Linked DNA regions of Rattus norvegicus: region 2 is linked to region 1. Evidence: chromatin contacts called from public Hi-C data. All regions are on one chromosome and are shown on one strand. The core of a region is the stretch at or near the end of the contact, and the rest is flanking DNA. Distances in the headings are between cores, read along the strand shown. Region 1 has its middle 6.4 kb from the start of Nudt9. Region 2 holds the start of Hsd17b13 (hydroxysteroid (17-beta) dehydrogenase 13).

Region 1 (7,763 bases), core at 3,671-6,170:
AGCTAAGTTATTAGAGTGCACAAAGCCCTGGAGATGCCCGGTGATCATCTTATAATCCTCAAGCAGGAGATCAGAAACCCAAGATCATCCTTGAACCACATAGCACAATCCAGAGGCTATGCTGCCTCGAGAAAGGAGAAGAGAAGAGAAAGACCAGCCAGAGGAGAAGGGGTGAGCTAAGGGAGGCCCTACAAAGGAATAGATACTCTCCTGTGGGTGGAAGTTACTGATTGAGAAAGGATCACTGTCCATTATAAAAGACATGTCTGAAGCTTTCCTGAGACCGAAACGGTTAGCAGAGATGGAAGGATATGAAGTGGCTAGCCACTGGACAAGCTGGGAGAAGAACAGGCCATCTAAGAGCCATCCGCTCTGGGCTAGGAAAGAGCTTGCCTGTTAACAAGAGGAAGGTGGGCACAGTGAAGCATGGTAAGCAGGGGTTAAGCTGCAGAGAGGCTGAGAGGGAAACCTGGGTGGACACCAACGACTTCCCAGCTGTGGTTCCCGTGGAAAATACCTACAGTAAAACATCATCTTTCCTACACTCCCTGCTGCCCCGTGGCCCTTTGTGGTCAGTGAGATTAAGGTGTAAATTTGCTGTGTGGATCTTGTGAAAACTTGAGGTTTCCATGGTGAGAGAGGGGGCCTGACTTGCTTCACAAGTACTTTCTTTATCCCTGCTGGGAAAGGGGCAGCTCTATCCTGTCAGAAGCTGTGCCGAGTAAGGTATAATAAGAAGGAAATCTCAAGCCTGGACAACCTTCAAGAAGAACAGAGGAAAACAAATTACAAATTTCTACTTGGCTAAATTATGGTTGGAGATCATATGTATGTATGTATGTATGTATGTATGTATGTATGTATGTATGTATGTATGTATGGCAGACGTGTCACATGAGAGTGAAACATCTGGTAAGGTTTTTCTAGATGCCCATGCTGTAAAAGCCACTAAGACCCACAGATTTAGTCTTCACAAACTAGAGAAGTGGCTGGGAGTGGCAGTGTTGCTTTTAATCCAAGAAGAGCCAGAAGCAGAGGCAGGCGATCTGAGTTCAAGGCCAGCTGGGTCTAGGCCAGTTAGAGCTTCATAGTAGGTGCAGTCAAGAAAAACAGAAATTGAAACTGGATAAACAGAAATTATCATGGTGGGGCTGAGTACCTGGTAGTCAGTTTTCCATGATCTCGATGAGATACATGAACATGCAGGACGGTCTAGTTGGGGACATGGTTTCCCATGGCTGGTTGGCCCTGTTGCTCTTGGGCTTGTACCCAAGCAGCACGCTGTTTGCAGAGTACAAACAAACTGGTCACTTTGTGGCCAGGATGTGAAACAAGAAGGGACCGGGGCCAAGGTCCTAATACCCCTTGAAGGGCAGTGTCCAAACCATCTTCCAACAGGCCTGCCTCCCAGAGGTTCCACCAGCTCTCGGTAGCACCGCATTCTGGGAGCCAGACTTAAACATGGTCCTCCTGGGAACGATGACTGCTTTCTTGATGCGTCACTCACTCTCACTTCCATCTAGCATCATCAACCAGGTCAGACGCTTCCCCCTTCACCCCCACTAGTGAAAACTTTCCTCTTGCTCCTGTGTTCTTTTAGCTTCAGCCCACAGGTTCTGCTTTTTGGTAAGTTAATGGGAGATGAAAGAATTTTTTTAAACTCTCAATTAACAAAGCTTGGCTTTCAAGATTAATCCTGTGCTAGAAATTTGAAAATCCCATTTGACAGTCAAGCCTTTGTTCTAATTCATATCTTTCTTCCCCTCTGAAACACTGAAACTATTATTTCAATGGAGAGAGTGCATCAGGCAGTGGGATATGAGAATATTTTAAAAACTCATCTAGAATATTTCAAAAAATTACTCCCGTGGTATTATTCATTTGATTACACAATTTGAGCAAACTGTTTAACCTCCCTGTGTCTGCTTCTCCACCTGTGAAGTGAGGAGCTGTGACAGTCCACACAGTGGAGCTCTGAGAACCAAGCCTGACAGTTCATAAAATGCCTGATGAAAGTCCCAGTAACTTTGCCTTTCAAGCACTTCCAATATCATGTCTACAATCGACCATGCCACGTCCATGCTACCTCATTCATTCTCTAGGGCTTCGGCTGTGGTTTTCCCTGTGGAGGATGTGGGGAGCAGGAGGGAAGGATACAGACTCAGCACCAAGTTGTACTTAGGTAACTTGTCCAGGTTCGTTCAGCATGTCTAATAGTTTGAAAAGGGCCGGAGTGTTCATTTTCTTTCGTAGCCGTAACAAATCGGTAATCTGAGTGTGATATGTATTCTCTCACAATTCTAAAACTCAGTAATCAGTTTCATCATTCCAAATTCAAGATGGCAGCAGGCCCTCATTCTCAGGAGGCTCTTCAGGAAAGTCTCTAGGTCCTTGTAGCTACTAGCATTCCATGGCTTGTGGTCACATGACTCCAGACCCTGCTTCTTCTGCCTTTTCCATCCTGCAATCCAGGGTAACAAGCCCATCTCAACCTCAACATCCTTTTTTTTTTTTTTTTTTAGATTTATTATATATAAGTACACTGTTACTGTCTTTAGACATACCAGAAGGGGGCCTCAGATCTCATTACAGATGGTTGTGAGCCATCATGTGGTTGCTGGGAATTGAACTCAGGACCTCTGAAAGAGCAGTCAGTGCTCTTAACCACTGAGCCATCTCACGAGCCCCAAATCAACATCCTTAATCACACTCGTGAAAGCTGTGACTTCCATCAGTTAATATTTACAGGTTCGTGGAATTTAAGCCTAATACATTGGGGGATAGTGTTTGCGCTTACTATACCATGATTCAAATTTAGATCTGAATAACTATAAGCTTCGATTCCTAACTAAATATGTGTGTGTTCACTATGAAATACTTTGTTTCTATAAGCACTATAGCAGATTATAGATATAAATGGAGCAAAATCAGTCACATTAGTAATCAGGCTGTCCTTACAAACCAGTGGGTTAGTGAGGGGATAGACAGTGGTTTAAAAAGAAAATCTTAGTCACACGAATAAATACCAAGCCTCAAGTATGACGTGTGTCCTAACTAAAGAGTCGTGCTGCTCTGGTGGGGATGGGGGTGATGATGAGAGAGCCGTCATGGCTGGGAAGGTTGGCTCTAAGAAGCAACACTTGATGTGAGACCTTAAGGAAGAGTAACGATCACTAGACATGATATAGAAAAAAGCCTTGAACCGCTTGTGCTGCAAAAGATGCAGCACATTAAGTGCTCAGAAAATGAGTTCCCTCTTTCCCTCTGTTCCTTAAAGAATCTGCTAGGACATTGCCGGAGAGAGGGCTGAGGTTAAGAGAACTGGTTCCTTTTCTGGAGGAGCTGAGTTCTATTCCCCAGCACCCCATAGTCACAGACAGCTATCTGTAACTCCAGTCTGGAGGGATCCAAAGCCACCTTCTGACCTCCTAGGGCACCAGATAGGTACATGGTGCACAGACATGCATACAGGCAAAACATCCATACATAAAAATAAATAATAAAAGTGCTACTAATAAAAAAATAATCTAGTAGGGCAGCTGCAAGATTATTCTTGTCAGTACATTGCAAGTACAATGTGGCTATACAATACCCCTTTCCTCAGAGTCTTCCTAACCAATAGTGTGTGCCTGTAGGGTACCCACCCCCAGAGTCTTCCTAACCAATAGTGTGTGCCTGTAGGGTACCCTCCCCCAGAGTCTTCCTAACCAATAGTGTGTGCCTGTAGGGTACCCACCCCCAGAGTCTTCCTAACCAATAGTGTGTGCCTGTAGGGTACCCTCCCCCAGAGTCTTCCTAACCAATAGTGTGTGCCTGTAGGGTACCCACCCCCAGAGTCTTCCTAACCAATAGTGTGTGTCTGTAGGGTACCCTCCCCCAGAGTCTTCCTAACCAATAGTGTGTGCCTGTAAAGTACCCTCCCCCAGAGTCTTCCTAACCAATAGTGTGTGCCTGTAGAGTACTCTCCCCCTCAGTTTTTCTAACTTGCACTGCAGCATATCATACAACATTGTCTCCAGCATTCATAGTTGAGTAGAATAAATTTTAATAAGTATATTCTATTTGTATATACTTAAGCAATGCAGAAACCAAAAAGCAAATCCTTAGTCTACCATGCCAAGAAACAAGCATTTTCTCAGTTACACAGCATTCTAAGATGGGACACATCAAGGATGTTCAGAGAGCCCAAGAAACACTCTGCAACTAAACAAACAGCTTTGGTTTATCTCAGAGTTACTGTTCAACAAGACAGACTTGTTCATGTTTACAGTGTGTTGCTATGTGTTGCAAGAAAGAGATTTCAGGAAATGTGCTTTTGTCATTGAAAATAAGTACTTTTCAAGGTTTTTCATCAACATTTTTACATGAAATAAACTTATTTAAGCAGCTAGTTGGAAACAAATATGCATGAATTTTGTTTATAATAGTGTTCCCTGTAGTGTGTGCTCCATAAGGAAACTCCCATCAATACATTAAGATCAACTAAAAACTAAGTGATGAAGCCAGGCTTGGAACATGTGCCTGTGTTTCCAGCAACCACAAGTCTGAAGCAAGAAGATCATGATATTGAGGGCAGCTGGGTCTAAACAGCAAGACGTATTTCAAAAAAGACTGGGACCACTTCAGTTATTTTGAGTATGTACAGTTAAATGAAGCCACAAGCCACGTGTAGTATATAACCTATGTGAATACCCAAGAATTATCCTGGAAGACTCCTATTGTCTAATTTCCACTTGTAAGACATTAGCAAATCCTATTGCTTAGATTCATTTTCACTCTTTCAAACCTCAGTCACTCTATTCAAACCCACCAACAGCTTTTCCTTGCTCTCCTGTGATCATTTCTTCCATGTATGTAAGTGCACCAGGTACATGCAGTGCCCATGGAAGCCAGAAGAGGACAGCAAATCCCCTGGAACTAGAGCTGTGAGTCACCATAAGGGATCTGAGAAACAGCTGAACCATCTTTCCGACCCCCACACCCGCCCCCTTAATGATTTCAGATGTACTTAGAATTCACATAAGAGCTGGAAAAGTGCTTGCCACATGACCCTGATAATCGGATTTCAATCTCCAGAACCTATGTAAAGGTGGAAGGAAAACCAGCTGCACAGAGTTGTCCTCCACATGCACACAGCAATATACATACAATTTTTTAAAATGAAATCAAATTACTATAGCTTGTAAGATCTTGCATACTCTGGCCTTGGCTTAGTTTTAAAACTTCATTTTACGACACTCTCCTCCTTGATTGCTATGTCAACCATGTTCTCTTATCACATGTTCTCTTATCAATTACATCCAGTAATTGCTGCCATAATCAGTTCTGCTCGTGTCTAAACTTACAACACACCAAACTCACCTGGATACCATCTCTATCTGCCATAGGGATTTTCTGATGCCAGGGTTGTAAGATACACCCTACAAGGACCCAGTATGATTATACTAGAGACCTTCTGCCCTTCTGGAAAGTACGAAGTGACATAGTATGAATGACTCATCAGAATCACAAGTCTCAACCTCCTACATCATCATGCGTGATCAGCACAACTCTGCAGTCCTTGGCTTTGGCTTTCCCTGTTTCACAGCTCCTGCTTTCATCGCCCTAGAACCATTCAAACCTAGAATCACCTCAAAAGACCCCCACAAGTGTCTTGGGGTCTGCTTTTCTGACATCTGAGCTGTGACCTTGATATGAGAATTGCCTGACAATGAGCTGTCCGGGGTAGGATTCTGACTCAGCCGTGTAGACTTCGTGGCAGATGATTAAATGGAGAAATGATAACGGAGAGAGTGCAGTAGTAAAATCCCTACCAAACCCCACTTCTGTGGGTGGCATTGGCTCTCCAATGATCGGAGAAGTCATTAGGCTAAGGAGTAAAGTTGACTGGCTTAGAAATGGTTCAGCCAATCAACAACCCCAAAATATACCAAATTTTTGAGGTTTTTATCACCATTTAAACACCTTATATACTCAACATGTAGTACATTGAACTAAAGTGCAGGCCTAATGTTTAGTTCTAAAGGTAGTTGAAGTTCAAAAATGAATGCACTTTTCCTAAGTGTCAAAGTGGGTCCGAGTAAAAAAAAGGGCAAGATCTCAAGGGCTGGGATGGGTATGTTTAGGGTAGAAGAAAAGAACCTAGAACTTCCAGGACAGGTCAAGTCCAACAAAATGAATTACTAATTCCAAAAGAGAACTAGCAAGATGCAGAATTGGCTACTGAGAAATGGAGGTTTTTAAGAAGAGAGGCACAGCAGGCTTGTACAGAGTCTGATAGGACAGGGACAGAATGCCCAAGTCTTGAAGAGCCTTTCTTTACAGGCTGAGATAGAGGCCTGCTTGAAGAGGGCGTGGCCATGGTTTACTGAATGACAGACCAATCATCTTTGTCCACTCACTGAAATGTCTCAAGATTACCCACCTGTGTCTTATGGAGACTATACATCTAAGTTGCCAGAAAAATCTGTTCAGAGAGTGACTTCTTCCCCAGAGTTAACAGTAAATGTCACTAGCTTCTGGCTGCTGGCTGCTGTACACTGCAGAAAACAGGTAGCCTCACACACCTGCACAGAGAAGTCAGGATCAGGAATTCTTTTTTCTTTCTCTTTTCTTTTTCTGGTTGGTTGGTTGGGCTTTCATTGTTGGTGTTGTTCCTCTCATAACTTAACCGTGAGCGTAGCTAGCAGAGGAAAAAAAAAAAAGATGTAAAGGAATCAGGAGATTTTATGAATCAGGTAGAGAAGGGTGGCTTTGGAATGAAAAAGCGATAAGTCAGGAGGAGGCATAAAAACAAGGAACGGAATCCAGAAAGGAAATGTAAGGGTGGGCAGGTGGCTTGTTGCACAAGCTTCAAACAGGAGTTCAAGTCCTCAACTCCTGCATAAAGCAGGCCACCTATAATCACCGTGCTTATGGAGCAGAGACAGGCAGACTGGTTATCTAACTAGCTGAATAGGGAAGCTCAGGTACACTGAGAGAACCTACCTTAGTAAATAGAGAGGGATCAGTCAAGGAAGACACTATTGGCCTCTACACACACACACACACACACGTATGCATGCACACATATCACACAAGCATACATACCACGCACATCACATCACCCGAGTAGGCAAAAATAAAAGTAGAAGCAAAATGTAGATAGGGAGATAGATATGATAGATAGGGAGATGCTATTGACCTGGCAGCATCCCCTTGTGACTCTAGGTTCTACAAACCCTTGGAGTTGTCTTCAGAATATTGCTGGAAGGCCTCTGTTAAACTTTGCCATGAGAGCCTGCAGAAATGATATTAAAATGTTAGCCTTGTCTTAGCATTTGGAAAATTTGTCAGAATGCTTGGGGACATGGGGACATTAGAGTGAGTTTGTATTTGAGATGAAAGAGTCCACTGTGTCCTCTAAGAAGGTCCAGAGGATCTAAGACTCTTCCTGTGAAGCAAAAAGTTAGGAAGACCCTAGTGTCTTCTACAGCTTGATAGCCAAGATCCTGCTGAGATGCTGCAATGGAATTGTGCTTTCTTCTGCTAGAGGAGCAAAAAAGACTTAAAATGGCCAGCACCACAGAGGCAAGGTGAGCATAAATGCCACAAAGGACAACAAGCCTAAAGGAGAATGATTACCAACCCACAGAGAACCTTGACCATGACACTAAAGATTCCTAAGACATGTGTGGGTATAACTTGAATTAAAGAGAGAAGGAGAGGCAGAGAGAAGGGAAGGAGAGACTTGCCATCAGTAGTCATAGTAGATAATCATGATC
Region 2 (7,763 bases), core at 2,562-5,061, 52 kb after region 1:
TTCAAACCATCACTATTTGATTTCTATAACCTTTGACTACTTGCAAATTTTCTTGTGTCTACATGCATGTGTGTGTGTGTGTGTGCGCGCGCGCGCGCGCTTTTTCATTTCGTTCCTTTTTGCTTCGTTTATAACTGACTTTGCTGGCAAGTTTGTGTGCCAAGGTACAGAATCTCATTGTGCAACCAGGCCTGTTGCACATCCTGAAGGCTGCAATTACAGGCGAGTGCCAAGGCAACCAGCTTCATACAGCAGACAGAGCTGTGGTTGTGGGGGTGGTGGCTGTCTCTATATATCTGACTACCTTAGGTACCTCATATAAAGGAAGTCAGAACACGTGTGGTTTATCTGGCTACTATTATGCTAGGAAGCGTTCATCAACCCCAAAAGAACACAGTTTGGAACCAGTTCCAATGTGATAGCTTGAGGGTCTTGTTTTGGTAAAAAAAATAAAAAACTGCAGAACCAGTTCCCATGCTACCCTGGCAGTTGCACTCTCTTGCTAGTCCTGGCTCTGGAGGGCCATTGGAACTAACTCTAATTTATCTCAGCAGCTTCACGCTGCCCCCTTCTACTTTCTGACCTGCTATCCGAGAGCCATTCCATCGCGGCACGCTGTCAAGCTGCCCAACCCTTACAGCTCTCTTGGCTGGTTGCCACCATGCTAGGCATACACAGCCCAATTCCGTGGCTGGCCCTGTGCCTCCAGCCACCGTACACTATCTTTTTTTTTTTTTTTGTTCTTTTTTTTCGGAGCTGGGGACCGAACCCAGGGCCTTGTGCTTCCTAGGTAAGCGCTCTACCACTGAGCTAAATCCCCAGCTCCCACCGTACACTATCTTGAACTCAATTAAGTCGCCACATGAAAGAACACATCACACAATAATCTCTGACCCAATTGATAAGATATAATTTGCCCATCTAGACAATACCAAATCCTGCACACACCCATCCCTTAAGAATAGTCTTAACAACCTATAATATGTGCTGAGAGGAATCTTAACATCCACTGCCATATTCTCTCAGCTCCCTCCCCCTCGCTCTGGCTTCCTCAGCCTCTCTAAAATTTTTCTCCTGCCCATTCTTCCTTCTTGTCCAATAACAGACCTCGTTCTATCCTGTACCTGCCTTCACCTGCATAATGACATCAACTACAGGGTCTCTTTATTACAAGCTCAGGCTTGGGCTCTCCCCTAACCCAACCCCAACACAGCAGGACAGGAAGGGAAGGCAGAGCAGCCTCGAACTCTCAGCTGAACAAAGATTGATAGAAAGTAAATGGGGGGGGGGGTAACCTGGCAACCATCTAACTGAACAACTATGGTAAGCCATCAACAGGTGGGTGCTCTGAAGCAAGACCCTATACAACCACAAACACTCTGAAAGGACATCTCAAACAATCAGACTAATCTTTAAACTGTTGCTAAGAAGTTGCTAACTCCAGCCAAGGACAAGCTGTGGGGTCCTTCCTGGTACATGGGTGCAACTCTGGTCTGTTGTAGATAAAGTCTCAGACTTTCTTTTTGTTTTCTTTTCCTCATATAAATGAATTCAGACCTTATGGTGTCTGGCTTATTTCATTTTGCATATCATAACTGAGGACCACCATATTGTAGCACGTATCTGAATCTCTTCCTTTTTCGAAATTTATTTATTTTTACATTTTTGAATACATTGCCACTGTCTTCAGACACACCAGAAGAGAGCATCAGATCCCATTACAGATGATTGTGAGTCATCATGTGGTTGCTGGGAATTGAACTCAGAACCCCTATAAGAGCAGTCAGTGCTCTTAACTGTTGAGCCATCTCTCCAGCCCCCTGAGTTTTTTCCTTAACAGGAAGAATACTATTCCATTGTATCTATCTATGGCTGATACTTTACCTATCTATTGATTGATAGGAGTTATTTCTACTTTTTGATTTTTAGAAATGACTCTAGCCAGAATGTGTCCCCTTAATTTCTTACGCTAGAATCTAGCTTCTATTATGATCAAATCCGGATGATGGAATTTTGGGAGGTGATTATGCCATGCTGGCCATCTATGGTTGACCACAGAGAATCCCCTCATCATTCTGCAGAGTGCAGTGACTGTGAAAGACAGCTGTCTACAAACCAAGGAAACAACCCAAGTACTTACAGCTTGGGCTACACAAACACTAGGACTGTGTACAGTAAGACATCTCGCCCATGGTATTTGTTACCACTGCCGAGGCTAAGACAGTGCCAGCACTTTTAAGTTGAGGTTTATGACATCTGCTCTTGTGATTTTCCCAGTGTTGTGGAGAGAACTGTTTCCTATAACCTAAATTCTCCTCAACCTCAGGGGTTTCAGAGGAAGGTCATGACTTTAATGCTGAACTTCTGTGAATACATGACTTGACTAGTTAAGCTTCCTTGACTCATATTTTAGCTTCCTCTTTTTTATTATATATGTGTCTGTGTAGGTGTGTGACTGTGTGGGTCTATGTGCATTTGTGTTATGTGTATATGTGTATGTGTGTGTGTCTGAATGTGTTTGTATGTGAGTGTCTATGTCTGTGTGTTTGTGTGGGTATGTGAGTATGTATGTGTCTGTGTATGTATGTGTATGTGTGAGTATGTATGTGTGCCTATGTGTCTGCATGTGTGTATGTCTGTGTGTGTATGTGAGTATGTATATGTGTCTATGTACGTGTGTTTTAGGTGTATGTATGTGTGTATATGTGTGTATGTGAGTATGTATGTGTCTATATGTATCTCTCCCTGTGTGTATGCGTGTATGTATGTATATGTGTGTATCTCTTTCTCTCTGTGTGTATATGTGTGTGTGTCTCTGTGTGTGTGTATGTGTGTGTATTTGTGTGTGTATGTGTGTGTATTTGTGTATGTGTGTGTCTGTGTATATGTGTGTGTATGTATGTGTATGTGTATATCTTTCTGTCTCTGTCTCTCTGTGTGTGTTTGTGTGTGTCTGTGTATGTGTGTGTGTCTGTGTATGTGTGTGTGTCTGTGTATGTGTGTGTCTGTGTATGTGTGTGTGTCTGTGTATGTGTGTGTCTGTGTATGTGTGTGTGTCTATGTATGTGTGTGTCTGTGTATGTGTGTGTGTCTATGTATGTGTGTGTCTGTGTATGTGTGTGTATGTGTGTGTGTCTGTGTATGTGTGTATGTCTGTGTATGTGTGTGTGTCTGTGTATGTGTGTGTATGTGTATGTGTGTGTATGTGTATGTGTGTGTATGTGTATGTGTGTGTGAGTGTGTGTGTGTGTGTATGTATGTGTGCATGTCTGTGTGTATGTGTCTGTGTATGTGTTTGTGTGTCTGTGGATGTGTGTGGGTGTATATGTGTGTGTATGTATGTGTATGTCTCTCTCTCTCTCTCTCTCTCTCTCTCTCTCTGTCTCGCTGTGTGTGTGTAGAGTTGGTTGTCTCCCTCCACTTTGGATTTGGGGATCAGACTCAGGTGAGGCTTACATGACAAGCACTTTTGACTGCTAAGTCCTCTCACTAATCCCTTAAAGTTTCATTAATATGCACACACACACACACACACACACACACACACACACACACACACACGATAACAGACCATTAGCTGATGCAATCCTTCCAGAATAACTTTGAGGAGTGAAGTTTTGTGTTGAAACATGGAACACAACTGCTTTTCAGATAAGCGGGTCCAAAGGGCACAACCCACTGGGCTCCCTGACCTATGCTGTGCTTATGTTAGAGACTGGCATTATTTCAAAAACCAATGGTGTATCTGATTCGTCAGGGGACACAGTCAAAGTCTGTCTCTTCTCTGGCAGTCCACAATACCTGACAGGGCTCTCTGTGGAGCTCCGTGCGGGGGCATCTGCTAGGAGAACAGAGTCCAAGGGAGAGAGCAGCTCAGAGCCATGAACCTCATCCTGGAGCTTCTCTTGCTGGTGGGCATCATCATCTACTCCTACCTGGAGTCACTGGTAAAGTTCTTCATTCCCCAGAGAAGAAAGTCTGTGGCCGGACAGACTGTTCTCATCACAGGAGCTGGACACGGAATAGGCAGGCTGACGGCTTATGAATTTGCAAAGCAGAAAAGCAGATTGGTCCTGTGGGATATTAGTAAGGTAAGGAAGCATGTTTCTGCCAGCCTTTTAAAGTCACAAAAATAATAAGGCGTAGGTTTCTCTGCTCACTTGACTTAGTGTCGGCTTTTCTTTGTGCTTTCCGTTTTCAAAGTTTTAATAAATCACTGGAGCCTTTCTAGATCCCTGGGCCGTAAGAGCTAGGTGGAACCAATGCACTGGAGAACTAAGCCTGGGGCGTTTTGTTTGTTTGTTTGTTTCTATCATGGTGTACAATATGATAACGAGACGAAGGGGTCAGGAAGCCTCCCAGCTGCTGAACTTAGGCAAGCCACATAACTTACCTCAACTTTAATTTTTTAAAAAAATCTCTACAATTGGAATAAAACCTCGGAGGGAAACAAAACCCACACGTGATTATTGTCAACAACCAAACTGGCCAATAGGCAGTTTATTGAAGCTAGGAATAACTTCTGTATTTTTAAATTTTCATTTATTCGGTTATTCATTTGTTCCTTTCTGTGATAGGCCGAGGCCGGGACTTATTACGTGCCAGGAGAGCACTCACCATTGAGTCACAGCTGCCACTCAAGGTTTTTACACATTTGAGGGGTTCTCAAAACAAAAAGTACACAAAGGACTTACAGCAGAAACCCATGGTGCCTCCACTCACACACAAGCAACCCTAAAACACTTACATCTGACCTTTAGCAGGGAAAAAAGGAATTGCCAGGTCCTGAGCAAGAAGAGTCCATGAAGAGAGTAACACTTTAAGTACTTAAGGTGGCCTGGCGCGTGCGCAGCACCACATATGGTAATGTCTACATTGCCACCAGGCTTTCGTTTGGACATCTCTGAGAAGTTGTTAACCTCTTGTTTATTTATAAATGCTCTTAACTACCCTTAAGTCTGAAGGTGTTTGACATCTTGTGTCACTTTCTCCTAAACATGCACATTCTCCCACACAGCCATAAAAACATGCGCCACAAGAAACTGTCTCTGGGACTGTAATCTTTGAAGAACTGGACTAGGGACACAGCAGTTATCTAGCATATACAAGCTAGATAGTAGATCCACCTGTGTCTGGGTTTGAGCCCCAGCACTACAAGGAAATCAAAACCAAACGTCTGGGCTGACACATACGAAATACAATGGCTCAGACTGGAGAAACTCGGGGTGTTTGTTTGTTTGTTTGTTGAGAAACAGTTTCCAAAGGTTTCCTTGAGATTTTGCTTGGCTTCAGGCAACCCTGTTTTTATGTTCTTTGCCATCTGCAGTTAGCACACACTTTCCCCAGCCTTCGAATGCTCTTTGGTTCATTTTGAGCAGTGAAGAATCCCGAGATGCACTGTGCATCTTTGTTTAGCAGACACAGGCATCTGTGGGCAAGATGGGCTAACGGGGTACATGGAGATGATTCTGAGATTAGCAAATCCTGCAGAGATCCCAGGCAGTCTTCTTGGAGTTGAAAAACCTGATCTTAGACCCTTGTAAAAAAATATATATATAAACAAGAATATGTCATGAAGAAGCTTCATGAATCTTTCAGATCACCTCCCAAGTGTGCCTGCTGGGAAGACATCAATACTTAACTTAGTACATTTCCTTTAATTTGAAATTTTTCAGACACAGAAAGAGTAAAACTAGCAAGAGGTCACATCAAAGAGGACTTCCAGTTTTTTTCTGTTCCTGAAAACTGACTACCTTGTAAACTCTCTTTGAATTCTTGAATGTCATGATTAAACATTTAAGACATCAAATGATTTGGCCACAAAGCTGCAAGCGTAACTCTGGCTCCCCTGTTCACTGAGGGGCCAGCCTTCCATTGATGCTGGCTCCTTTCCCATAAACGGTGAGATGCAAGGCCACAGAGAAGCCCCCGACTTTAAAAAACAGTGACACAGAGACTTGAAACAAGGGAGGCCAGCAGGGGGGAGGGGCTGCAGGAAGATAACCGGGGATGAAAGCATTTATGTATTCAAGGAATGAAGGGCAAATCTAAGAAGCACAAAAGGACTCAATAGTAAAATCGTAGGACCAGCCTAGGTGCCCATCCATAGATGTGCTTTTCACACATAGAACATAGTTCAGTCTTTTGGAAGAATGAGATCACTCTGAAGGACATTGGATGAAACTGGAGGTCACTAAAACATTAGGTGAAAAAGGAGCCAGGCTCACAAAACAAGGGATGGGAGGCAGGGTGCTCATGGTCACTCTGCTCTGGCCCTAGCACTGGAGGATCCAAGGCAAGAGGGTTGCTGCAAGTTAGAACCCAGCCCTGGTTACAGGTGGAGCTATAGCAAGAGACAAAAGAGTGTAGGAGAAGACAATAAGCATGGGCTGTCATGCCTTGTGTGTGGGAATGCCAGCATGGATCACACTAATTTGTACACTATTAAAAAGGACGTGGGGATTAGCATTGACACCCCAGATGTTTCCTGTGCAAAAGTGACAAAGAGCTGCATTCTGCCATGCTCCAGATTAGTTATAAGGCTGGATAATTTGCAAGTTATTAGCAACTATTGCTCATACAGGATACCGGGCTTCACCTTAAGCTTTCTAGACATGTGTATTCTGATCATATTCACTGTTCAGCCCATCATTATCTCTGGTCCCCTCACACTCTTGCTGATCCCCTCTCTAACCGTCTCCTTGGTCTTTCATGTCTTCCATATGTGCATGAGCTAATGAATTTAGTTAGGATTGCTAACTTGAGCTTGCATGAGGGCTTATTACAGAAGTAGGGACAGCTTGCTGAAGGCTGTGCTACTGAAGAAAGTAACACTGATACATTGTTTCTGCTTCAGTTCAATCATTTGCTTAGCTATTGAAGTAACACCAATACATTGTTTCTTTTTCAGTCTAATCTTTGCTTGAGCTACTGAAGAAAGTAACACTGATACATTGTTTCTCCTTCAGTTCAATCATTTGCTTAGCTATTAAAGTAACACTGATACATAGTTTCTTCTTCAGTCTAATCTTTGCTTATGCTACTAAAGAAAGTAACACTGATACATTGTTTCTTCTTCAATCAAATCGCTGGAGCTACGGAAGAAAGTAACACTGATACATTGTTTCTTCTTCAGTCTAATCTTTGCTTGTGCTACTGAAGAAAGTAACACTAATACATTGTTTCTTCTTCAGTCAAATCTTTGCTTGACCCTCTGGTTACTGCCTCTCCTTGCAGCTGTATGAGACTAGTGAGAACAGCTGGGCCATGTAGCAGTAGGCAGCCGTCATTAGTGGAAATGAAGCCAGCATTAGTGGAAAAGGTTCCTACCCAGACCACAGCTCTATTCCACAGCCCCATGCAGACCTATGCCCTATGTGGCAGCCTATCCCAAGTCTATGTGAAGGTACAGTTGGTTTTGTAGCAACATCCTAATCCTCCTTAAAGTTTGTTCTTTGAGACTCTTATTGTTGCTTTGTGGTTTAGCCAAGATGGGGAAATACAAAGGGGCCAGAGGGAGGCAACCAGCATAGCCAAAACCACCATCCACTCAGTGACAGCCCACATGATGGCTACACTATTGCCATCCCAGCATGCACAAGAGAGAGCTTCCTGGGCATCTTCACTCTCCATCACAGAGAAATGGGGACAAACATTAGAGGGAAAAGTGTGGGGGTTTTTTTCTCTTTTTTTCGGAGCTGGGGACCGAACCCAGGGCCTTGCGCTTGCTAGGCAAGTGCTCTACCACTGAGCTAAATCCCCAA

Evidence for each region. A called contact is a pair of places that touch in the nucleus more often than the background predicts.
Region 2: a contact with region 1 is called in a Hi-C map of liver, with 2.1 times the contacts expected there. The contact joins the promoter of Hsd17b13 here to the enhancer-like site in region 1. A contact is called at or near these places in 6 of 12 Hi-C or Micro-C datasets (the A7r5 cell line, Schwann cells, hepatocytes and 2 more) and 1 of 1 datasets of contacts at active chromatin or transcription factors (oligodendrocytes).

The regions. Positions count from the first base shown.
Region 1 is chr14:6,000,336-6,008,098 of GRCr8, forward strand. It overlaps a transcript of Hsd17b11 not described here. Among named protein-coding and RNA genes, the nearest start is that of Nudt9, 6.4 kb to the left of the region's middle. Within about 2 kb of position 4,921, at least 8 of the 93 cell types and tissues checked have an H3K27ac peak or open chromatin away from gene starts, as enhancers often do. A contact at or near this core is called in the A7r5 cell line and liver, where this site is marked.
Region 2 is chr14:6,052,978-6,060,740 of GRCr8, forward strand. It overlaps Hsd17b13 (hydroxysteroid (17-beta) dehydrogenase 13), which reads left to right and starts at 3,812. Exons shown (of 7, transcript NM_001009684.1): 1 at 3,812-4,091. The coding sequence starts at 3,882.